3 separate regions of the Gossypium hirsutum genome follow, and regions 1 and 2 are each linked to region 3. The links are chromatin contacts, called in public Hi-C maps. All regions are on one chromosome and are shown on one strand. The core of a region is the stretch at or near the end of the contact, and the rest is flanking DNA. Distances in the headings are between cores, read along the strand shown. Region 1 holds the start of LOC107920328 (NADH dehydrogenase [ubiquinone] iron-sulfur protein 6, mitochondrial). Region 2 holds the start of LOC107919558 (feruloyl CoA ortho-hydroxylase F6H1-3). Region 3 holds the start of LOC121225135 (TOM1-like protein 1).

Region 1 (2,700 bases), core at 186-2,685, 130 kb after region 3:
ATGCATGATCAGAAACATACTATACTAAGTTATTGGACTGGACTTTACCCTAACATTAACCATTTTTCTTAAGCACTTATAGGCATGACAAATTAACGAAAGTTACAAGGTAACAATGTTGAGACACACCTATTCTTACGCCAAATCCATGTCTATGAACCAAGGTATTCACGCATATGATTAATGTAAAAAGCAGAATAATCAAGGCTATTTAACACTTTAAAGCTTTCTCCAAAATCTAAGTACTAAATTAGTGAGAAACAAAGATTCCATATATAAAACCAGAAAACATCTGCAGAATATTCTACTTTGTTCATAAACAAAAAATAATCAACGCTTAAAAGTCACTTCATGTGCTTCAAAACGTATGTAACTATAATCTGCCAGCATCTTCAATAATTCAAATTACCCAGCAGGATGTAGAACACTTAACAAACAACCACAAGTAGACTAGAAAAATTAAAAATTTTCAAAAGGGCTTCAAGCCTTCAGCGTACTCAATTTACAGAGTTAAGCACCAAAACAATAAAAATACAAGGAAATTGCTGGATAAATAACTAGATAATCCGTCAAAGACAATAATTTCCAATTTTTAGTAAAACTTTCTTTTAAGAAAGTAAAATTACTTATTTTTCTTTTCAGATAGCTAAAATTTATGCTTGTCAGCTAAAATCAACGAAATCAAACATATTATTACGTCAAGAACCTGATAACGGAATTCAGATTTAGATTCTACAAGAATGTTAAAAAACCAGAATGAAATATCAATTAAAGTTCCTATATTCATTTTTTTTTATAATAGTTTCAAGTAAAGCCCATAAAGGCCTAAAGCATAACCCCAATCTTCCATAAATTTCAGCAGAAAATGGATGAAAAAAAAAGAGTGAAAATCTGCGATTAAGTACCTGCATCCATTTCGCAGTGTGATTACTGATTTGGCTGCTAACAAGGCTGAAATTACGAGTAGTAGATCCCAAATACGATGACCTGATTAGGGTTTTCAGAACACCCGAATACGCCATTTTTTTTTTTAAAAAAAAAGGGGAAACTTTCTTCTTTTCTTTTTCCTGGGTAATGAAATTCGAAGCTCCGGGGAGGGGTGGGGGTTGGTTGGAGATTCGAAAGAGCTAAAATATTGGTTAAAGGGCCTTCAAACGAAGATTGTTGGGCTCGGTCTTTGTGGATAGATGCTAAGCCCATTCTAAACATCAAATTAGCAAAATGAAAACAAAGCACAGTTTATATTTCCTAATTATATTTCAAAAGATATTATATCAACTTGTGTGTGACTCCATTGTAAATGTATTTATTGATGCATGATATCAACGAAGATGGAGAGGGGGTTAGTGTCAAGGAAGCCCGATTCGCTCTTGTTGGGGCCGAGAGTTGGAAAAGTAAGGAGGCTAGGCGAAGGTGGTTAATAACTTAGCATATTACAGTTTTGAGAGATGCTAGGACTATTTATAGAACTGATGGTTCCCATATGGTCTCTTATTGAGGAGAGTGTACCTATTTGCAGCGGGTGGCCTACCAAAGGGTCCAACTAATTGGCTAAGGGCAGATGGTCCTTCTCATGGATGATACAAAGTATGTGGGTAGTCGATCATTGAGTGACCATCTAGACGGTATAAGATTGAGGGTCGTTTATAGGTGTCTCTCCAGTTGCTTCTCATATTTCCATGTGTCCCATTCGAGGTAGGATTTAAGAATTAAATGTAAGTTTGTGTTTGATGTAAGAAGACTATATTTTTTTATTTTTATTACATATTCAAGTTGTTTATATAGCAAGTATGCATGTTAAATATAAATTGTTGACTAGAGTGACAAAATGACTTGATTGATATAAGATTAATACTTTGAAATCTATTATCTATCTAACTTATAAAATTTGAAAGTTTCATAGAAAGGATCCCCATGTCACTTTATTTGTTTTTAGGGTTAAATATTAAAATTATACATAAAATTTAATTCAAAATGCAATTTGATGTATGAATTTTGGTTTGGAAAGATTATACGAATTGAATTTTGATTTTGATTCAATCATACGTATTTTTAAAAAATATATATATTAATTTATTTTTATATTGGATAAATATATTTATTTTTGCATGCAATATTTATACATAAAATGATATTACATCGATAATGATGTTATGATTTATGAAAATTGAATCAAATTAATATTTTATATATAAAATTATAAAAAATTAAAATTTATGTATATAATTACAAATTTGGTCTTTAGATATGATTTTGAACTTTATCTTCTTCCTTTTTCATTTTTATTAAAAGTTTTCTCAATTAATAAACTATTGACGAGTTTTAAGGTGGGATTTTTAAAATAAGCTATTCATGAGACCTAATAATGTAAAAATTAATGTTATTTGAATTAAATTAAATAAAACTTAATGTTATTTAAATTGGGTTTAGATAAAAAATCTTACCCAAATTATTACTCAATCACATAAAACATTACTCTTTTACGCAAATTATTAGAAGTGTTTAATATTTTGTGTAAATTACAAAATACAGAAAAAGTGGGGATCTCTGAGGAGGCAGTGGCCATGAGTCCTTGGGAAATTCGTTTCGAGAAGACAACTTGACTGCTCTAGCCGACACTCACATTAACAGATTTTAATTCCTGGTAAGAACTTGGAGAATACAAGGGAAAAGTTCAAAGATGGGTTGCAATCCAAAGAT
Region 2 (2,704 bases), core at 114-2,613, 180 kb after region 3:
ATACACATTTTCTTAGACAACGGCCAGTTCCATACATATTATTTATCTTAGCCATTTTTCATTACAAAATCAAGAGCTTCACTAGATTAGATAAAAGAAATAGGAGATGTTTATAATTCAGCAAATTCAACTGTTTTCTTCCCGTCATGTGCTTTACGAAAGAAATGTTTGACGTAATCTGAATAAAGAACTTGTTTGTAAATTGGTTTCTCACCATTTGCGACCAGTTCAGGCAATGGTCCTATCATATCAATAGGTCTTGGATTCACAAAAATAGGGACTGAAATTCTGTTCTTATTTCCATTAGCGACCACACGATGTTCAACACTCCTATACCTTCCATTGCTCATTATTTGTAGTGCATCTCCAACATTGATCACAAGAGAACCTTTAATTGGAGGAACATGAATCCAATCATCTCCCTCGTTTCCTCTAACGAAAAGTCCCCCAATTTCGTCTTGAAGAAGAATTGTAAGAGTTGAGACATCAGAGTGACGACCTACTCCGACAGTGAGTTCAGGGTTTGGACATTTAGGATAGTAGTTAAGGTTAGTCCTCATTGAACCCATCAATAATGATTCTTTTGCCTCATCAATCTCATTGACATATAGACCCTTCATTAGCACTTGTAATAGTTGTTTAATGACAACTTCAGACTTCTTCATGTAATCTAACACTTGCTCCCTAAAAAAACCGAAAAGATATATTAATATATTTGTCAGCAAAAGGAGTGCAAGCCATGATGTTTAAGGATTAAAGAAAATCTAATGATTAACTTTTTTTCCTACCTGCAAATAGAAGGCCATAGTGCAGAAGCTTCTTCTTCGGAGACATAAAACAAGCTGAGATAATCTTTCCACTCGAGAGCCTTTTCTGCTTGAGGAGTAAAACTTGTGCCAAACCTCACATTGTTTGAAGATGAATGTTCCTTGGAATACTTATTTTTAACCTCAGCTGGCAATCTAAAGAAGTTATAAGTAGCACCTTTAACATTCTCCAACACTTCAACAGGCACATCATGATTAACAATTTGGAAGAAGCCCCATTCCGAAGCAGCATCACAAATTGATTTCGCTACTTTAGGATCTTCCCAGTTTGACATATCAATGATAGGAATTGATCCTTGGGGTATGATATTGATCATGCACATCCTCTCTTCAAAAGGTTGGATATATTGCTTAGGAAGGGCTTTAAGACCCAGTTCAGACAAACCCTTCACTCCATTCCCTTGGTTAATAACAAAGTCAATGAGAGCAGAAGAATCATTGAATGGATCAGCAAGTGTTGGAGCCATTGGTTTGTATAAATTTGGAGTTAAAAGAGAGCGGGGTGCTGGTTGTGGAAGAGGGTAAGAGTGATACAAGAGAAGGGAACGGTGCGTCTTGGTTTCAGTGGAGTGCCTATTTATATAGAAAATTTTCAAGGCTGACATTGACTTTAGTGCCTTAGTCTTAATTTGAATGCGTCTGTATGGCAGGCTCACCAACCCAAGTACACTGCACGCTGTTACCGTGCACCAACCTTGTTTGGCGCAAAGCCTAAAAGAAATATGAAATATTTGCACTACCTTAAGAAAGTTCAAGTCTAAAATGGTTAGCTGAGGTAAGAAGTCCTCCACAGAATGTATAAACTCTTATGTATATATGCATATATTTATTATATATTTGTATTATTGTAAAATTGATTGAAGTTTTACAAGGTTTTATAAGTTTTATATGATATATATTTATTTATTCCAAACAGGGGCAGAGCCAGGAGGGAGGGACCCGGTCCCCCTAAAATAGAAATTTTTTTATTTAGTCTTTTTACAATTTATAAAATTTTAAATTAGTAATGGTAAAATTACACTTTGGCCATCAAAATGATAAAAATTTGATTTAATCTCTTAAAAGTTATAAAGATAATGACTATTAAAATGATAAAATTATATTTTTATTGTCGTAAAAATATATAATCTACTTTCGAACCCTAAAGAAATTTCTAACTTCGTCGTGATTCCAATATTGCATCTCTCTTTTTATTTAGGTTGTATATATTAAATTTTGAGTCAATTAAAAAAACGAACTGTTTATTTAATTTAGAAAAGTTTAATATTCCAAAATATTAAGAGAGATATTCTTCATGGATATAGTCGTATAAATATCAATTTTTTTTAGAAAAAAGATGACAATAACAAGCTTTAATCTTGGTTTTTTTAATGCCAACAAAGATTTAATTACTTCTTACAAGTCTAATTATTTTACTAAATTAATTCAATATATAATATTTATTGTATGGTATAATATTACATATTCAACCAAACAAAGGAAGTGAGATTAAACCTTAAAAGGGTGGAATCAGAGAGTGAGTTTTCACTTGAGATTAAACCTTAAAAGGTTGGAAACAGAGAATGAGTTTTCACTTCGTTAATTGAGGACTGATTCAAAATTTTTTATTAATTATGAAAATGATTCATTTGTAAAATCATGTAAAAAATAACCCGCTTGTTACAGTAATTTTGGTGCCGCTATTATTATTGGCGGCATTAGTAAAAATATGTGTACATGCCATATTAAAATACTCGTATTCTAAAAAAAATTTATATTTTAATAAGTGTTTCCGTTGTCATTGGCGGCATCGACGTTTTTATTGAAAAAAATTTTGGGTCAGATTTTTTTTTTGGTGTTGTCCTTGGCAGCATCGGTGTCAGTGGGTGGGTTAGAAA
Region 3 (2,700 bases), core at 137-2,636:
TATTGACCAATTTCATTCACCCAAATTCTATTCCAAAAGTGCATGTAGACATAATCTTGTACCAAAAATTGACTCAATCTAGGTACATGTTGAATAACTAACAAAAGAAAGTACACAAACATTGTTGAGTTCGAGATTTTTGACTGGATACTGAAGTCGATGCTCATAACCTCGAATTGGACATAACTTGCGCGAAAAACAAACCATACATTGAGTGATAAAGCTCAATGGTATTTTTATAATTCAAATCAATATAACATATGGCATAGTCAATAGCATACAATTTTCATGTATATACTATTGATCAATACAAATGCACTATATAACCAAACTTATTTAACACATCTTTATAGGCATATATCATCATTATGTCAATTCTTAAAGATGATTTATGTAATCATTTTATGAACTAGTAATTTATATGAATATTTCATACTATTATCACAATGCTAGTTAAATTTGCATAATTACTCAACTTATAATATATAATTATACTTCATTCCATTACCAAGTCAAATGAATCATTCCTCATCTTACCAAATCGGCTTTCCGATTCATTAACCTGTTTGTGTGATCTTTTACATACTCTTGACATTCAATGTTGTATATAAGTGCCTATATTCCAACTTTATAACATTTAATCAATTCTAATAATCATTCAACCAATTCATATATTATATTTCCTATTAACGTGATTTGGACTCGAATAGATATACAGATCCAATCAACACACCAATTTAGCACTCAGTGCCTCATTAGAACATCCGAAATAAGTAAATTGTGCATAACGCTCATCAGTTTAATGAAAATAATAATTGTGCCTTGCACTCGTCAGAATGTTTGAAGGAAAAATGTGCCTAATGCTCATCGACATATAGTCGAAATAACCCGTACTCAATCTATCCTATGACATGTCAACTATATATTCTAAAAGATTTAAAATTAAAAAAATTAAATTAAAAGTTGACCATATTGGGTGTCCAAGACTTACTTTGACCGGTAACCAATCAAGGTTTGGTTAATACCCGGTCAACATTAGTCAACCTTGATCAATACCTAATCAATACGATTATCGGTCTAACTCTAGTCGACGCTTGATTTAGTTTTAAATTTAGTAGGAATATATATATATATATATATATATGATTTTTTTTGAAATTTCCTAAAGGTTTATCTAAAATTTTAACTAAAATTCTATAATTTTGATTTTTTAGAATTTATATATTTTGTCATTTTCTAAAATGTTTAATTGATTTTTTTATATTTTTGAGATTTTTCTAAAATATATATTTTATTAAAATTTTAAAATGTTTAAATATTTTTAAAATGTTTAAATGTTTATTTTTTAAAATTATATATATATTTAAAAGTTATTACTATATCATGCTGAAATAGGGTAAAAAGAAGCGTCATGAGCCTGATTTTGATAGGCCATGAGTCAAAAAAAAAAAAAAAAACCTGATAGACTCTCGGGTCAAATAATAAAATTATATTTCTGAGGTCCCGAGTGGCAACGCCAAGGCATAGCACAGAATTGAAACTCCCAAAGTCCAACCAATTTAAACTCATTCCTTACGCTTGCCGTCTTCTTCCTTTTCTTTCTTTTTTATTATCTCAAATTCAAATTCAAAGTTAAAGTAATTGCTTCTCTTTTATATTTCATCAAATCTCTTTGGGCTTTGCTCTCTCATCTACTTCGCCTCTATAATAACTGTAAGCAAAGGGCAAAGGGATTTTTTTTTTTGAATTTTAATTTTCCTATGATTCTTTTTTTTTCTGATTTTTTAAATTGATGTATTTAGGATCTAGGTTTAGCTGGCCCTGCAGTTACCATTCTGAACTTCATTTTTTTTAAGAAAATAATTTTGTGTTACAATTTTCTATAAGTTATTTTCATCTTAAGCTTATCTAAGTTTAGATTTTGGGCACTTATGCATCTATTGCTGTATTTCAACTGCTGCTATAATGGAAGAATAAATGATCTTTACTTTAATTATTTGCTTTAAATTAGGTAATTTTTTTTCTTTTGTTTTCTTTATTCAGCTAGTTGATCAATGTTTTGGAGGTTTTGAAGTCAATATATCTTTTTATAATGTGGGTTTTTTTTTTTTGAAGATTTGGGTACTAGGGTTTTGAATAATTTTGATGCTATTAGAAAATGTCCAGATCATTTATTAGATCTACATGAAGTTCTGTGGATAAATCCTAGGGAAGAAAGTGAAAGCAGCAAAAAGCCAGATATTTAGTTTTCTAATTAAGGATGACGGGGCAAATCATATATTTTTCTCTGTTTGATTATATTGCAACATATATTTCGTTTTGAGGCATTTGGGAATCCTTTTTTTTTTTGGAAGATTACATGGAAGAAATCTTATGCGGAAATTCTGCATCTATGGTGGTTGCATTTAGGCATTAACTTTTACAGACATTTATTCAAGATGTAATTTTTTTGTGTTTTGAAGGTTTGGTGAAAATGGAAAAAGAATTGATGGATAAAGTTAGTGCCTTTGGTGAACGCATCAAGGTTGAAGGAGCTGAGTTGGGCAGAAAGATGAGCGCTGGCATGAGCTCAATGAGCTTCAAGGTGAAGGAACTCTTCCAAGGCCCGAACCCAACTGATAAGCTTGTTGAGGATGCAACATCTGAGGCCCTTGATGAGCCTGACTGGGCCTTGAATCTTGATATTTGTGACATGGTCAA

Evidence for each region. A called contact is a pair of places that touch in the nucleus more often than the background predicts.
Region 1: a contact with region 3 is called in a Hi-C map of leaf, with 3 times the contacts expected there. The contact joins the promoter of LOC107920328 here to the promoter of LOC121225135 in region 3. A contact is called at or near these places in 12 of 34 Hi-C or Micro-C datasets (callus, cotyledon, hypocotyl and 3 more).
Region 2: a Hi-C map of leaf shows a contact between it and region 3, with 2.1 times the contacts expected there. The contact joins the promoter of LOC107919558 here to the promoter of LOC121225135 in region 3. A contact is called at or near these places in 2 of 34 Hi-C or Micro-C datasets (both in leaf).

Annotation. Positions count from the first base shown.
Region 1 is chrD13:54,431,578-54,434,277 of Gossypium_hirsutum_v2.1, reverse strand. LOC107920328 (NADH dehydrogenase [ubiquinone] iron-sulfur protein 6, mitochondrial) reads right to left here and starts at 1,435. Exons shown (of 3, transcript XM_016849984.2): 1 at 906-1,435. The coding sequence starts at 1,022.
Region 2 is chrD13:54,379,432-54,382,135 of Gossypium_hirsutum_v2.1, reverse strand. It overlaps LOC107919558 (feruloyl CoA ortho-hydroxylase F6H1-3), which reads right to left and starts at 1,363. Exons shown (of 2, transcript XM_016848999.2): 1 at 789-1,363; 2 at 1-684. The coding sequence starts at 1,294. The coding sequence ends at 111.
Region 3 is chrD13:54,561,331-54,564,030 of Gossypium_hirsutum_v2.1, reverse strand. It overlaps LOC121225135 (TOM1-like protein 1), which reads left to right and starts at 1,386. Exons shown (of 4, transcript XM_041109142.1): 1 at 1,386-1,713; 2 at 2,463-2,700. The coding sequence starts at 2,474.